Linked DNA regions of Zea mays: region 2 is linked to region 1. Evidence: chromatin contacts called from public Hi-C data. All regions are on one chromosome and are shown on one strand. The core of a region is the stretch at or near the end of the contact, and the rest is flanking DNA. Distances in the headings are between cores, read along the strand shown. Region 1 holds the start of LOC541988 (calcium-dependent protein kinase 10). Region 2 holds the start of LOC100382689 (Drought and salt tolerance protein).

Evidence for each region. Hi-C and Micro-C count contacts between places; a contact is called where the count stands out from the background.
Region 2: a contact with region 1 is called in a Hi-C map of tassel, with 2.2 times the contacts expected there. The contact joins the promoter of LOC100382689 here to the promoter of LOC541988 in region 1.

The regions. Positions count from the first base shown.
Region 1 is chr5:4,963,203-4,969,624 of Zm-B73-REFERENCE-NAM-5.0, forward strand. It overlaps LOC541988 (calcium-dependent protein kinase 10), which reads right to left and starts at 2,329. Exons shown (of 7, transcript NM_001111639.2): 1 at 1,051-2,329; 2 at 763-906; 3 at 494-646; 4 at 268-383; 5 at 1-155. The coding sequence starts at 1,978. LOC103625820 (RING-H2 finger protein ATL70) reads right to left here. Exons shown (of 1, transcript XM_008646219.3): 1 at 6,152-6,422.
Region 2 is chr5:5,226,754-5,233,175 of Zm-B73-REFERENCE-NAM-5.0, forward strand. It overlaps LOC100382689 (Drought and salt tolerance protein), which reads left to right and starts at 2,744. Exons shown (of 1, transcript NM_001175413.1): 1 at 2,744-4,120. The coding sequence starts at 3,088. The coding sequence ends at 3,930.

The DNA of each region.
Region 1 (6,422 bases), core at 1,079-3,578:
GCGTAGATCTCCGACTCCTGCAGGTTGGCGCCCACCTTCTCCAGCCCAACCTTGAGCTCCTCGAACGTGATCTGCCCGCTGTTGTCCGCGTCGATCATCTTGAACATCTCCCTCAGCCCGGCGATCTCGTCCTCCGACAGGTTCTCGGCGATCACCTGCAAAACAGAAACATGTATGTATATCAGGACAGATTGACAGGAAGCTGCTGCTGCTGCCTTCAACCATCTGCATGGATCTGTCTGTCCTGTCCAGACAAAAGCGACTTACCCTAAGAGCCATCTTCTTCAGCTTATTCATAGCCGAGAACTGCTTCATGCGAGACAGAACGGCCGAGTCCAGCGGCCTGTCAGGAGCCACTCCACCGACCTGAACCCACGGATGCCCTGAAAGACGGTACAGGACAGACAGAGACAGCACGCTTCAGCAAATACAGCAGCTACCGCCTACGGAGACTAATGGTTATGGCAAGCAAGTCAGGAGCTAGCTAGCTCACGTAGAACTTCGTGAGCGGTCAGTCTCTTCCTCGGGTCCCTGACAAGCATCCTCCTCACGAGATCCTTGGCGCCGTCGGAGATGCTGGGCCACGGCTCCGACTCGAAGTCCAGCCTCCCGTGCAGAACCTCCTCGAATATGCCCTGCTCGTTCTCTGCTCGACGACAAACAGGCGCGGTGAGAAGGAGATTGGCCAAGAAATCTGGCGTAATTAATGCTGTATCAGTTTCATCGGACTAGTGGAAAGTGCGTAGTGTTGCATTGCAGCACCTGCCCAGAATGGCGGCACTCCGCACAGCAGGATGTAGATGATTACGCCAGCGCTCCAGACGTCCGCCTCTGGCCCGTATCTCTTCTTCAGTACCTCCGGCGCCACGTAGTAAGGGCTGCCCACGACGTCGGTGAAGATTTGGCCTGAGGTAAGATTCAAGCGATTAAAGACATACCAATGCCGCCGCGACGAGTATTCTGAATTCTAATTCTAGCTGTGGTGAAAAATGGTCTCTAAATTGAGTAGCTGCAGATTTGGAATGATGAAAGGTTATGTGAAACTCTCACCAGGGCGAAAGAAGATGGAGAGTCCGAAGTCAATGGTCTTGAGAGCGGCCTCCTCCGAGTGGTCAGCGAAGAGGAAGTTCTCGGGCTTGAGGTCCCGGTGCATGACGCCCATGGAGTGGCAGGCCTCCACGACGCCGACGATGACGCGGGCGAGCTCGGCGGCCTTCCTCTCGGTGTAGTGGCCCCTCCGCACGATCCGGTCGAACAGCTCGCCGCCGCCGCAGAGCTCCATGACGAGGTGCACGGCCACGGCGTCCTCGTACGCGCCGCGGATGGCGACCACGCTGGGGTGGCCCGCCAGGTGGTGCATTATCTGGATCTCCCGCCGCACGTCCTCCACGTCGTCGTCGGTGGCCAGCTTGCGCTTCAGGATGGACTTGCACGCCAGCTCCTTCCCCGTGCCGCGCTCCACGCACAGGTGCGTCGTGCCGAACTGCCCCTGCCCGAGCCGCCGCCCCAGGCTGTACTTGTCCTTGAGGTTCTCCGTCTTCCGCCTCAGCACCGAGCCCACCAGCAGCCCGGCGCTCGACACGCGCTTCACCTGCGGACGCGGCCTGGGGCTGGGGCTGGGGCTGGCGTTGGCGGCGGCGGCGCCAGGCTTGGCGGCCATGGGCGCCGGCTCCGAGTGAGAGGCGGCGATCTTGACGGGCTCAGGGGCCTCGCTCTGCACGGCGGGCGCCGGCTCCGAGTGGTAGGCGCCGATCTTGACGGGCTCAGGGGCCTCGCTCAGCACGGCGATGTGGTGGTGCACGTCGGACGCCGGCTTCGGCAGCGCCGACTGCGACCGGCCCGGGCTGGCGCCGCCGGGGCCATTGGCGGCGGCGGCGGGCAGCGCGTCGCTGTCCTGCGGCGTCTTCCACAGCGCCGTGGACACGGACTGGAAGAAGCCGTTCATGGTGATGCTGGGGCCGACGCACGTGTTCCCCATCGCGGCGGCCGGGGACGAACACGAGGGCACGGAATCTCTACCGGATCCAAGAGCACGTACAGCCCCTCAGCTCCTCGAGCTCCGCCTCGGATCAGATCCCATGCCACTCTCGCCGCTTCGGTGTTCTTGATGATGAGCCCCACCAGGCTTTTGGACCTCGTCGCCCTGCCGGCGCGGCAGGTGGAGGAAGGAGCAGTCCAAGGCGACCACCCACAAGCCACCCCACAGATGCTAGAAACCAAATTGCTCAAGGCAAAGTGAGGGGTAGGAGGACCAGCTCTACAGAGGACTGAGGATTAGAGAGGCAAGTGGGGGCAGCAGCTCGACCATGATGACCATGATAGGCAGCTGGTAGCTCGAAGAAGAACAAGTGATGACGACGAGAGCATCCAGAGGGGAAGACAAAAGGGCAGCAGGAGCTGATGGTGTGGAAACGCGTGATCATCCCTCGCAGTCTCGCACTACGTGAGGGGGAGTGTGGACGCGACGGGCGGAGAAGCGAACAAAAAAGAGATCCATCCAGGAGGAGGCGGGGACGGGTACGCGCAGTTGGGGGGCAATGATTGGGTGGCTGGCTACTCGTGGGTGCCTAGCTGTTGAGTTTGACATGGCGCGGCGAGGAAAGAGCCGGAGCAGGAGCCGGGAGGAAGAGGGCGCGAAGTGGGGGGCGGCGAGGGGGCACGACGCCCGTGAATTGTTTTGTCCTGTTGCCCCGGTTCTTCCTTGATCGCGCGCGTGGGTGGCCGACCGACCGGGTCGCGCCGCTCCGCTCTGTGCAGAGTCCAAAGCGCGTCGCCGTCCCACCGGGCCTGGTAGCCAGCTTCTCTCCCTGCCGCGGCAGGTGTCGGCTAACATCCAAGCTTCAGCTGCGCCGGAAATATTCCAAATTAGGTCAATAGATGTCCAATAAGTACGAGGCCCGAGAGCCCGGCACGAAGCCCACTTTTTGGGCCCGATTATATGCGGGCCCGGGCCGGTCCGGCACGAATAAGCGGACCGGGCTCGGACAGGAAATTAGACACGGTGGGCTAGCCCGGCACGGCCCGTTTAGCTCTAAGCCCGCTTTTTTACACTAAAACGTGCTTTTTGGCCCGCATAGCCCGCTTTTCGGTCCGTTTTCTCGTGCTAAACGGGCCGACCCGACCCGTTTAGGCCCGTTACGGGCTGGACTCGGACAAGAAATTGAGCCTGCGTGCTTAGCCGGCCCGGCCCGGTTTTTTAATCGTGTCTGGCGGGCCGGGCTTCACCGGGCCCGGGCCGGGCGGCCCGTTTGGACATCTAATTTAGGTGCACGTCCGATTGCATAGGTGCCGAGCGGTAGCTTTCAGGAAGAAGAAGAACCAGTCAACCACACGTGAACGGAAAATACTCTGCTGCGAGGAGGACAACACAGCACCCGGCTTGACCACCCAACAGCTCATCATGAAAGACGAGTGAACAATCAATGCGTACGAAGGATTAGTTCGGATTCTACGCTGCACGTAGGGCTGGACAAAATACTCGTGGCTCGTCGGCTCGCTCGGTTCGTGACCAGCTCGGCTCGGCTCGGATCGGCTCGTTTAAATTTTTTCACGAGCTGAGCTGGCATCCTAGCTCGGTTCGTTAACGAGCCAGCTCGGTTTGTTAAAGAGCCAGCTCGCGAGCTAAACGAGCTATCACATTTCAGCAAAACAAAACTATATACATATCATGTACGTAATAATTGATGGATATGTTATATGTATGTGTGGTGTCTATAACCTATAAGTTAAACTAATGATTGATGAATTATGTCTATGTATGAATATGGTCTATGCGAATATAAGTGTGGGTTAAACTGCTAAACATGTGTGTGAATAGTGAATTGATGAGTGATAAGTGGTGTTAATTTGGTGTTATATTGATGCGGACTGTGAAACTATGAGTATAATTACTATTTTCTGTTGTTAAATTAGTTTAAAATTAACTAGAAATTGATTATTATACACATATTATTTTTTCTACTCTGGCTCGCGAGCTAAACGAGCCAGCTCGAGCTCGTAAACGAGCCGAGCCGAGCTGACTTTGTGGCTCGCTACCTTAACGAGCCGAGCCGAGCCAGCTCATTAGCTTAACGAGCCAGCTCGAGCTCGAACGAGCCGAGCCGAGCTGGCTCGATATCCAGCCCTAGCTGCACGTCTGACCTCGCTGGATGTAATGTACTGAACAAAAAAAAACGCATTTGAAATACTCCTAGTTCTGAACTTGTATTCACAAATACATTGCTTGCTCATAAGTCAAGTAGCAACACACGGCTTATTTCTATTATACGAATTTATCGTCTATTCTATCGATCCGATACAGTATAAACGCATTTACTTCTATATTTATTAATAAAATATATTATAGACACTACATTATATAATAGAGTCTCTCTTATTTTTTAAACCGTTTTGATGTCTCTCCACTATACATGTCCTTATACGACATGTAGGCCGACTCAGCCCCGTGGACGGAGGACGGGTTTACAAGGGCATTGTTTGTTTGTTTTTTTTCAGCTTCTGACCACCAAAAGATGTTGCGTACTGACAAACGCCTCAGCTTTTTAGTCGCTTCTATAAGAATTGTTTTGTTAAAACCCGTTTAAATCAACATGAACACAGAATTGGTCGAGTCGTCACAATAGTATGAATCCACCGCTTTCTAGATCCTTAACCATTTGGACCACTTCATCTTCCTTCACATGTAATCACCATGATACTCAGATTCTTCCTACAACTATATTCTCTTCACATCCAAATTCTAAAAAAAGCTGGTCGAAAAAAAGCTAATCAAATAGGACCAAGGTTTGCTACCAAGATGAGGGCTCACCCTTTTCTCTTCTTTGGTGTCCTGTCGACCATGCTGTCTGAGCTATTCTGCATTTCTGCTGTCCAAACGATGAAGAACCAAACATTGTCGCTGGCGCAGGTGCTGCCTGAGCTCTGACTTGTGTCATCTGCCATGCTGTCTTCATTCATCTGGTCATTTCTTCAGGCGGAAGCCATGCCAAAGGCTGTGTTGGTATTAGTCATTCCGAATGCATGCAGGCTGTGGAGACGAGTCGTCCATGACTCCATGCTAGTATTTGCTGAGAAAACTGATGATCGAGATGAGGTGCTGCTAGCTGTCTTATCCTCAGCACACAACAGTTGTGTGTCATCTGTTTCAGCTGATGTTAACCCTCACAAGCCAACCGGAGCAGTGGAGCACTAGAAAGGAAAAAAAAAACTAAATACTGTAAAAATGCCTTCTGCTCTTTTCTATTTGAATCAGTTTTTTTATCAGTTGTTTCAGCATTTATCTTGATGATGGAATAGATAGAGACCTCCAGATCATCATCCAACCATGGTGAGTCTTTGAAAACATAACGGTAAGAGAAGGTTTCAGCATTTTTGAATCAGTTTTTTTTATCAGTTGTTTCAGTATTTATCCATGATTTAAGGAGCAGAAACGGAGTTCCCCAAAAGGGTAGGCCTATCAGAAAAAACAGGTAGCTTTTGGCGATCCGTCTTCTATTCTAGTATTTAGCTTGTCTTTCTTTCTTCAACACAGAACCATTCAAGTTTGTATCAAGGGGTCCACCATTTGCACCATCCAAATCTTGAAATTTCAGGGAACTAGATTGGTCATACATATTGCTCGACCCAGCATCTTGCAGAACAGGTTTCTTTGGCATAGAGTTACTACTAGCATTCAGAGTAACATACTGATGCTGTTTTGGAGATGGAGGAGCTATTATATTAAGCTGCTCAAGTATCTTCACAGTCATCATGTTTGATTGTGCTAGTATGGGTGGAATACTATCGTTGGAGTCCCCCATTTTTTTGGGATTCTAGGGGTCGCAAAGATTGACTAGTCCCAACCGGTAGCCTTTTTGAGCTTGGAGACTGAATGGATGTGCCGTCTTTTAGAGCCTGTTACCACCCCAACATGGGCTACGGTCTAAGACATTTTTTGTGCTACCATGTATGTATGAGTGGAACAGAGGTTCAGAGGTTTTTCTAACCTGCGTGAGAAATGAGAAGGTTTTCTCAACCTACGTTATACGAAGGGTTCAGATTTATTTTTTGCATATGTACATGAAGGAGGTCTTATGCATAGAATATGTTATCTTTTGAAAATATATATACAGTGAGAATGGTAAAAACATTTCTCAGGAACCTTCTGAATTACTGCACCAAAAGTTCCATCATCAGGAATTCACATATTCTTGGGACGTGGGAGCAAGTTCCTTACTGTCTCCAGATGATGACTGTGAAGCAGAAAGCGCGGTTCCTGTGGTTTGAAAGATTCGTCCAATATTTGTCAGCCCCTAATTCGATCGGATCCTTTTTCATGAAGGAGAAAAGAAAACGATGCTGAACCCAAATTTACAATTGCACCCAAGAAAATATTATTCTAATTCCTAGTATCCTGAACATTTTCGCTCATTCCATTTTTTTTT
Region 2 (6,422 bases), core at 1,494-3,993, 260 kb after region 1:
TCGCCTATTCATTCTATGAGACCAGGGTACTTTCCACCTATTTACTCATCGTCGGTATATTATCCTGTTCAAACATGGAATGGCACGATGATGAATCCATGGTACATGTATAGTCCCTTCGTCTATCCAGACTGGGGGGCACCTCCATTCTATTCCTTTTGATCCATTGATCAAATGGTCATGGCCGAGAAAGATACAATCCGAAACGGCCTTTATATTGGTGCTTTATTGAATAATCTCCATATCGAAAAGCCGGTGACTTACATCAGGTTTAGTTCATATGCTTTTGGTTCGTCAACCTTCACCAAAAGGCAGGGGGGCATATGTTGGAACCCAAAATGACCGTGCGGACGGTCCGGCCCGGAGGCCGGACGGTCCGCGGTCCGGACGGTCCGCGGTGGTGGCGCGGACGGTCCGCGCGTGCGCAGAGTCAGTTAGGGTTCCTAGTTTCTCGCGAGATTTGTTACCTAAAACTGCGGGATTAACTCGGAAATCAGTTGGAAGCGGATCCAGACCTCCCCCTTTATATAGATGAAGGGCTACGGCCGATTGAGCCCCCAACAATCGAACCAATACAACTTCTATCTCGCATTTATTTTAAGCACAATTAGGAGTAGTTCTAGTCTAGTTCTAGTTTAGCCCTAGTTTAGTATTCCAATCCCCAAATTCTCTGCCTCTTCTCGACTCTACGTCGATTAGAGGAGTCTAGGTCGGCCGGCCCGAGCCTAGACAACTCCTAGGATCTCTCCTCCCCGACGGGGTCCCTCCCGGGAGCGAGATCCAGGCGCCGCCGGCGATCTTCCGCCGCCCCTGCGCACGCGCGGACCGTCCGGCCCTAGAGCGCGGACCGTCCGGCCGTCAGGCAGGGAACCCGAGCTCCTGCACCCGGTCGCGGACCGTCCGGCCCTGTGCCGCGGACCGTCCGCGTCTGACCAGAGAGCACCGCCACGTCGCGCCAGGTCGCGGACCGTCCGGCCCCAAGCCGCGGACCGTCCGCGCCTGACCAGAGAGCACCGCCGCTGGTTCTTTTGAGTGATTGGCGCCTCCGAAAAGGTGTCAACAGTAGTGTATTAGTGGAAGTATACTCCCTCCAGTGCAGTAAAGGTAGTCGTTTAGGACATGATTGTGCATACCAAGGAGTGATTAATTATCATAGAGTTTTCCCTGTTTGTCCCTATTAAATAGGGATATGAGTGCATTTACGTCACTAAAACAATCAAGCTTGATTGGTTGCTGCAGCAGCTCCAAGCCATTCTAGACTGGAGGTCTCAAGTTCGATTCCTCTTAAATGCATCTTTTTTTGTGCAATTACTAGGGGCAACAACGTCCAAATCTCAGACCCACGCGCGCTATGACTTCTTTTTGTGCACGCTCGATCACGCGCAGGATGACTTCTTTTACTGCACCGGAGGGAGTATACTGTGTCTCTTTCAAGGCTCAACGTACATGCTGTGGACTTTATAATAATACTCCCCCCAGCTTGCACGGAGCACAGGCTGTTATCCACCTACAGTACGTACAGATTGGGAATCTTGGTCCGAGTGACTGGCTTCCGTTTTTAGGAAAGAACCACCAGACGTATCAGGCTTGAATATTTAACGCAACTAGCAGTACTACATCTCTACTACTATAGTAGTACTGCGTACCCCGGGCCCCTTGTATCCACACATGTCAGTGGAGCTCAAATTTAGAGGTTTTTGAATGTATTAGAGCTAATAGTTATTGGCTAAAATTAGTTGGAGACAATCTAACACCCTAGCTAATAGTTGTTAGTTAATAGTTAGCTAGCTATTTGTTAGTTAATTAATTCCACTACCAATTTTTTAAGCCAAAACTAACTATTAGCCTTTAGCGCATTCAAACACCCCCTTAATGGTAAAAGTACTGATACTATTTATATTTCTAACTAATTTTGTTATAAAAAAATTATATTGCAACTGATCTAATGTTAATTACTTTATATTATGTTTTTATATCTTTTTATGTAAACTTAGTTGATGTTTAGTTTCTACAGAGTGATTTTTAGTCAGTCAAATTTATTCTATTTTGTTATATTTTATTCCATAAATTATTAAATACGTTTAGTTTTCGTATTTGATAATTTAGATAATAAAATAAAAGGCCTAAAAATCAGTCACACTCTATAGAAACCAATCACCCCTCTATTCAGAGTATAAACTGTTTGACTTTTTTTTTGAGAAAAACAAGACTTAAATATATTTTTGGAAAGAAAGCATATACTATTGCTTTCCTTTTAGGCTTTTACCGCCGCTACTGCCTGCTCCTGTTGCTGATGGTGGCCGGCCAGCCTCGTTTTCCCCGCGGGCCCCGCGGCGGGGGCACCAAATAATTGCTTGGTACTGGGGGAGATCTGACCCCGAGCTCCACTCCACCCCTCCTCCTCGCCTATGGCGCGGCACCATGTGGCCGGCCCGCCTCCCCTCGCCGCCCAATCGCCCGCGCCCGCACGCCTCGGCGACTGACTCGCGGGGCCCCCCTGCGACGGGACCCGGCAGACGGAGACCTCCACTCGCGCAGGCGCAGGCGCAGCACATATTCCCCGTCTGCTCGCGAGTGGGCTTGTCGTTTCGTCGGTCGATCCCCCCTTTCGATGTCCAGGGAGAGTTGAGAGTTCCCCTCATCCACTCGTGTGAGAATTCTCAGCTTTATTACGTGTTCATTCATCATATAATGCACTAGTACGCTGTACCCCTGAACAGCCTCCTCCTCCTCTCGTAGCATTGCAGTGCTAGGCTTGCAGTAGTACTCCCAGCGCCACCACTGTTTGCAAATATATATGTAAAAAAGGCACTAGCAGCAGTAGTACCTGAAGCTCCAAAAAAAATGATGCGCTGTTGTGCTGTGCTGTTGGCCTCCGCCTGGCCTAGTCCGCGTTTCCATATATAGAAAACCCACAGCTCTAGCTAGAGTGACCACCACCAGACCAGACTAGACCGCACTTCCCCTCACCTCTCATCAGCTCACCCTCACCAGCTCTCCCGTGTCGGCGTGCAACAGAACAGCCTCCTCCCAGCCTCGGTCAAGGAGTTTCATTTCCTCCTCCCAGGCTCCCACAGATATCCGGACATGGACGACGACTCCAGGTCTCAGGCGGCGGCGGCGGCTGACCTGTCGCTGTCCCTGGCGCCGACGCCAGCGCCTCCCGCGCCGCCTCCGCCGGGACCCGGGGGCGGAGGCGGCGTGGCGACGGCGTGCGTGGACGGCAAGGACGTGCGCCTGTTCCCCTGCCTCTTCTGCAACAAGAAGTTCCTCAAGTCGCAGGCGCTGGGGGGCCACCAGAACGCGCACAAGAAGGAGCGGAGCATCGGCTGGAACCCCTACTTCTACATGACCCCGCACCCGCAGCAGCCCAATGCGGCGCCGCCGAGCCCCACAGCCCCGCCCGCCTACGCCGCCGCCGCCGACTACGGCGTCGCGGGCGCGGGCGCGTCCGCGGGGGTCTTGGGCGGCCTCCTCCCCGCGTCGTCGTACGCGGGACACGTGTACGCCCCCGCCGTGCCGGTGCCGGCGCCGTTCCCCATCGCCTCGCACGGCTCCAGCGGCCTGCACTACAACTACTACGCGCCCCACGAGGCAGCGGCGGTGTCGGCGGGAACGGGGACAGGGACAGGGACAGGGACAGGCACGGGGGCGGGGACGGCCGAGGCCGGCGGCGTGGCCGTGCTGGCCCCCCGCGCGCGCTACGCCACGCACCAGCCGGCCGAGCAGCCCGGCGGCGCCGGCCGCGATGACATGCTCAACTGGAGGAGGGGCTCCCACGGCACCACCGCCTCGGCCGCCGTCACAGCCGCGTCCCCGGCCAGCACCACCACCACGCTCACCACCTCCTGCGCCGGCGCCGCCGACGGCGGAAGCAGCAACGACGACGACGACGACGCCGGGGAGCTCGACCTCAACCTCAGTCTCTAGCACTCCGATACGTCGTCTACCTACGCCACGCCAAGGTTGTTAATCATGTGCCGGCCTATCCGTACGATACGCGTGTCGCTTAATTAGCTCTCAGGTCTCAGTAGGCACGTTGATCACTCTCTCCCTCTGTCTATTCTCACCGTATGGTATGCCATGTTATTAGTACGTCTCGTCTCGTCGTCTCCCGTCCCTTCTGCCATGGCCCGATGAATTGTTGTTCATCTCTGTCCTGTTTTTTTCTTCTTCTTGAGGCTTTGTTTGTCCTCGCTGCGTTTGTTGGGGTTCGCCATTGCCTCGCGTGTATTGGGAGTTGGGACAGCTGCTGGTCCGGCGCGCGGCAGCAATCGGGCAACCAGTGAGGCAGTGACAGGCACACAATGCCCGCGCCACGGCGTCGCTGTTGAGCTCCTGCTCTCGCCATGGGCATGTCAAGTCAATGTTACTCCACGTTTTTTGTGCTGGTGCAGACCGTTCCGTTGCATCTACCGCTGTACTATATGCTGTACCACCTGATCGATCTGTCTACGCGTTACTTGTCGCCGTCGAGACGTACGCCGTCCGGCGGCCGGCACGGGCGGGGCCGGCGCTGAGGCCGGAGGCGGAGGTGGGGTCGCTGTGCATGCTGCCCGTAAAGGGAGCACGCCCAATCAATTTACTGATGCTATTTTGGTGGGGGTGCTCAGCCAGGGTACATGTACTCCTGTATATCCGCGTCCCATCTTGCTGGATCATGTTCAGGAACCGGATCCGTAGGAGTACTCAGAAAGTCAGAATTCAACTAAATATATATAAAAAATATGCTAATAGTAAGAACGCATGTACTCCCATGCTAATAAAGTGTTGTCTGATACTCCATCGACAGAAATATCTATATAATCGGGCTGAAAGTCAACATGGCATTTCTAGCGGTCTCAGTTCCTACGCTCTTTCTTTCTGATGTTCTCCGCTACTCTTTTTATACTTCGTCGCAACACGACAATATTTGACGTGTCTGGTAAAGAAACGGTGCACTTTTGTTGTGATATGCTAATATAACTTCACCACCATATCTACTCGATGGAGAGATGATCTCACATATCGGCTTCAATTATTCTGGTCGTATATCGCGTCAAAGATGTCACTATAGTCTTGCTCAGTGTAGCCCTTCGCTATGTCAAGCAGGTCTAAATGGATCGGGCTCATCCTCCCCTCTAGCGATGCCTGAATAACTCTCTCTCTCTGTCTATTCTAGCAACCCTCGGTAGGGTTATGGGGCGTTGCTCCTGCTAACCTCACTCATGTTCGTGCTTTTCTTTCGACACGCGTAACAAGTCATAACCCTTGCGGGGGACAACTATCTGAGCGATGGGAGATCGCTATCCTTCGACGCTTGTCACTCCCCCTTCTTTGCTTTGAAGCCTTGTTGAGGCAACCTCCAAGTGAATTAGAGCTCAAGTGAATCAGCGACGTTACACAAACCTATGCAGCTAACACTCAAGTGAAGTAGAGCTCCTAAAGCACATAAAAACCTAAAGCACACTATCACTGCTCAACTAGTAAAGTTGCACAAGCTAAACTAGAGAGAACAACAACTTAGCTACACAAGCTATGCAAAGGTACTAAGCTGCACGAACTTATAAGCACAAGCGATCAACTACTTTACTACATGAATAAGCTAGTCACAAGAACAATATTAAACACTATAACAAGTATAAAAACGCAAGAGCAAGCTAGTGTTAGGGATTTGCAAACTAAAGAGAACATAAATCACACTTGAGCTCTAGCACTCTAGCTAGGCCACTTGGCGCTATTTGTTCCTCCTCTACCAGCGTTGCTACTCTTTTCTCCCACGGGGTTAGCATGGTACCTTTCACAAAGCCTTCTCTATGCACAACTTTACATAGGCTTACACGAAGACCTCCAAACCATATAGGAGATGACAAACTTTAAGAGTAGGAAGCAGCACCGGCTTACAATTCGGTGACCTAGTGTCACTCAATGACTCAATGCAACGCACTAAAAATTGCTTTCACATATAGTTGGATGTGATCTCTAGCAATCTTATGTGAGTAGAAAGCTAAATCTAAGCATAGAACTCGGACAACACAACTCGAGAGCTTGAGTTGGGTCTGCCTTGTAACGTTGTGTGCCTTCCCTTTTATAGCTCAAGGGAGGCACATACAAGGATGCTGAGCCCTGACATGTGGGCCCAAGAGCATAATGGAAGGAATATATTATAGGAGTAACTAATGCAAGTAACGCCTGAGCAATCTCCGGGCGCCATGATGTCTGCAGTCCACACAGTATTGATATGCGGCGGCTGCTTCCTTGGTAACGTATGAGTAATGATGAGCGTAGTGCACGCGGCAGTATGGGCGTGCCGCCTGCCAGTGGAATGGACAGGCACGCCGCCTGCGGAATGGACAGATCGTCGCCTACCAGCGGAATGGACAGGTCTCATTAAATACAGAGGTGGCACACCACCTGCCAGTGGAATGGACAGACGGCGCGCC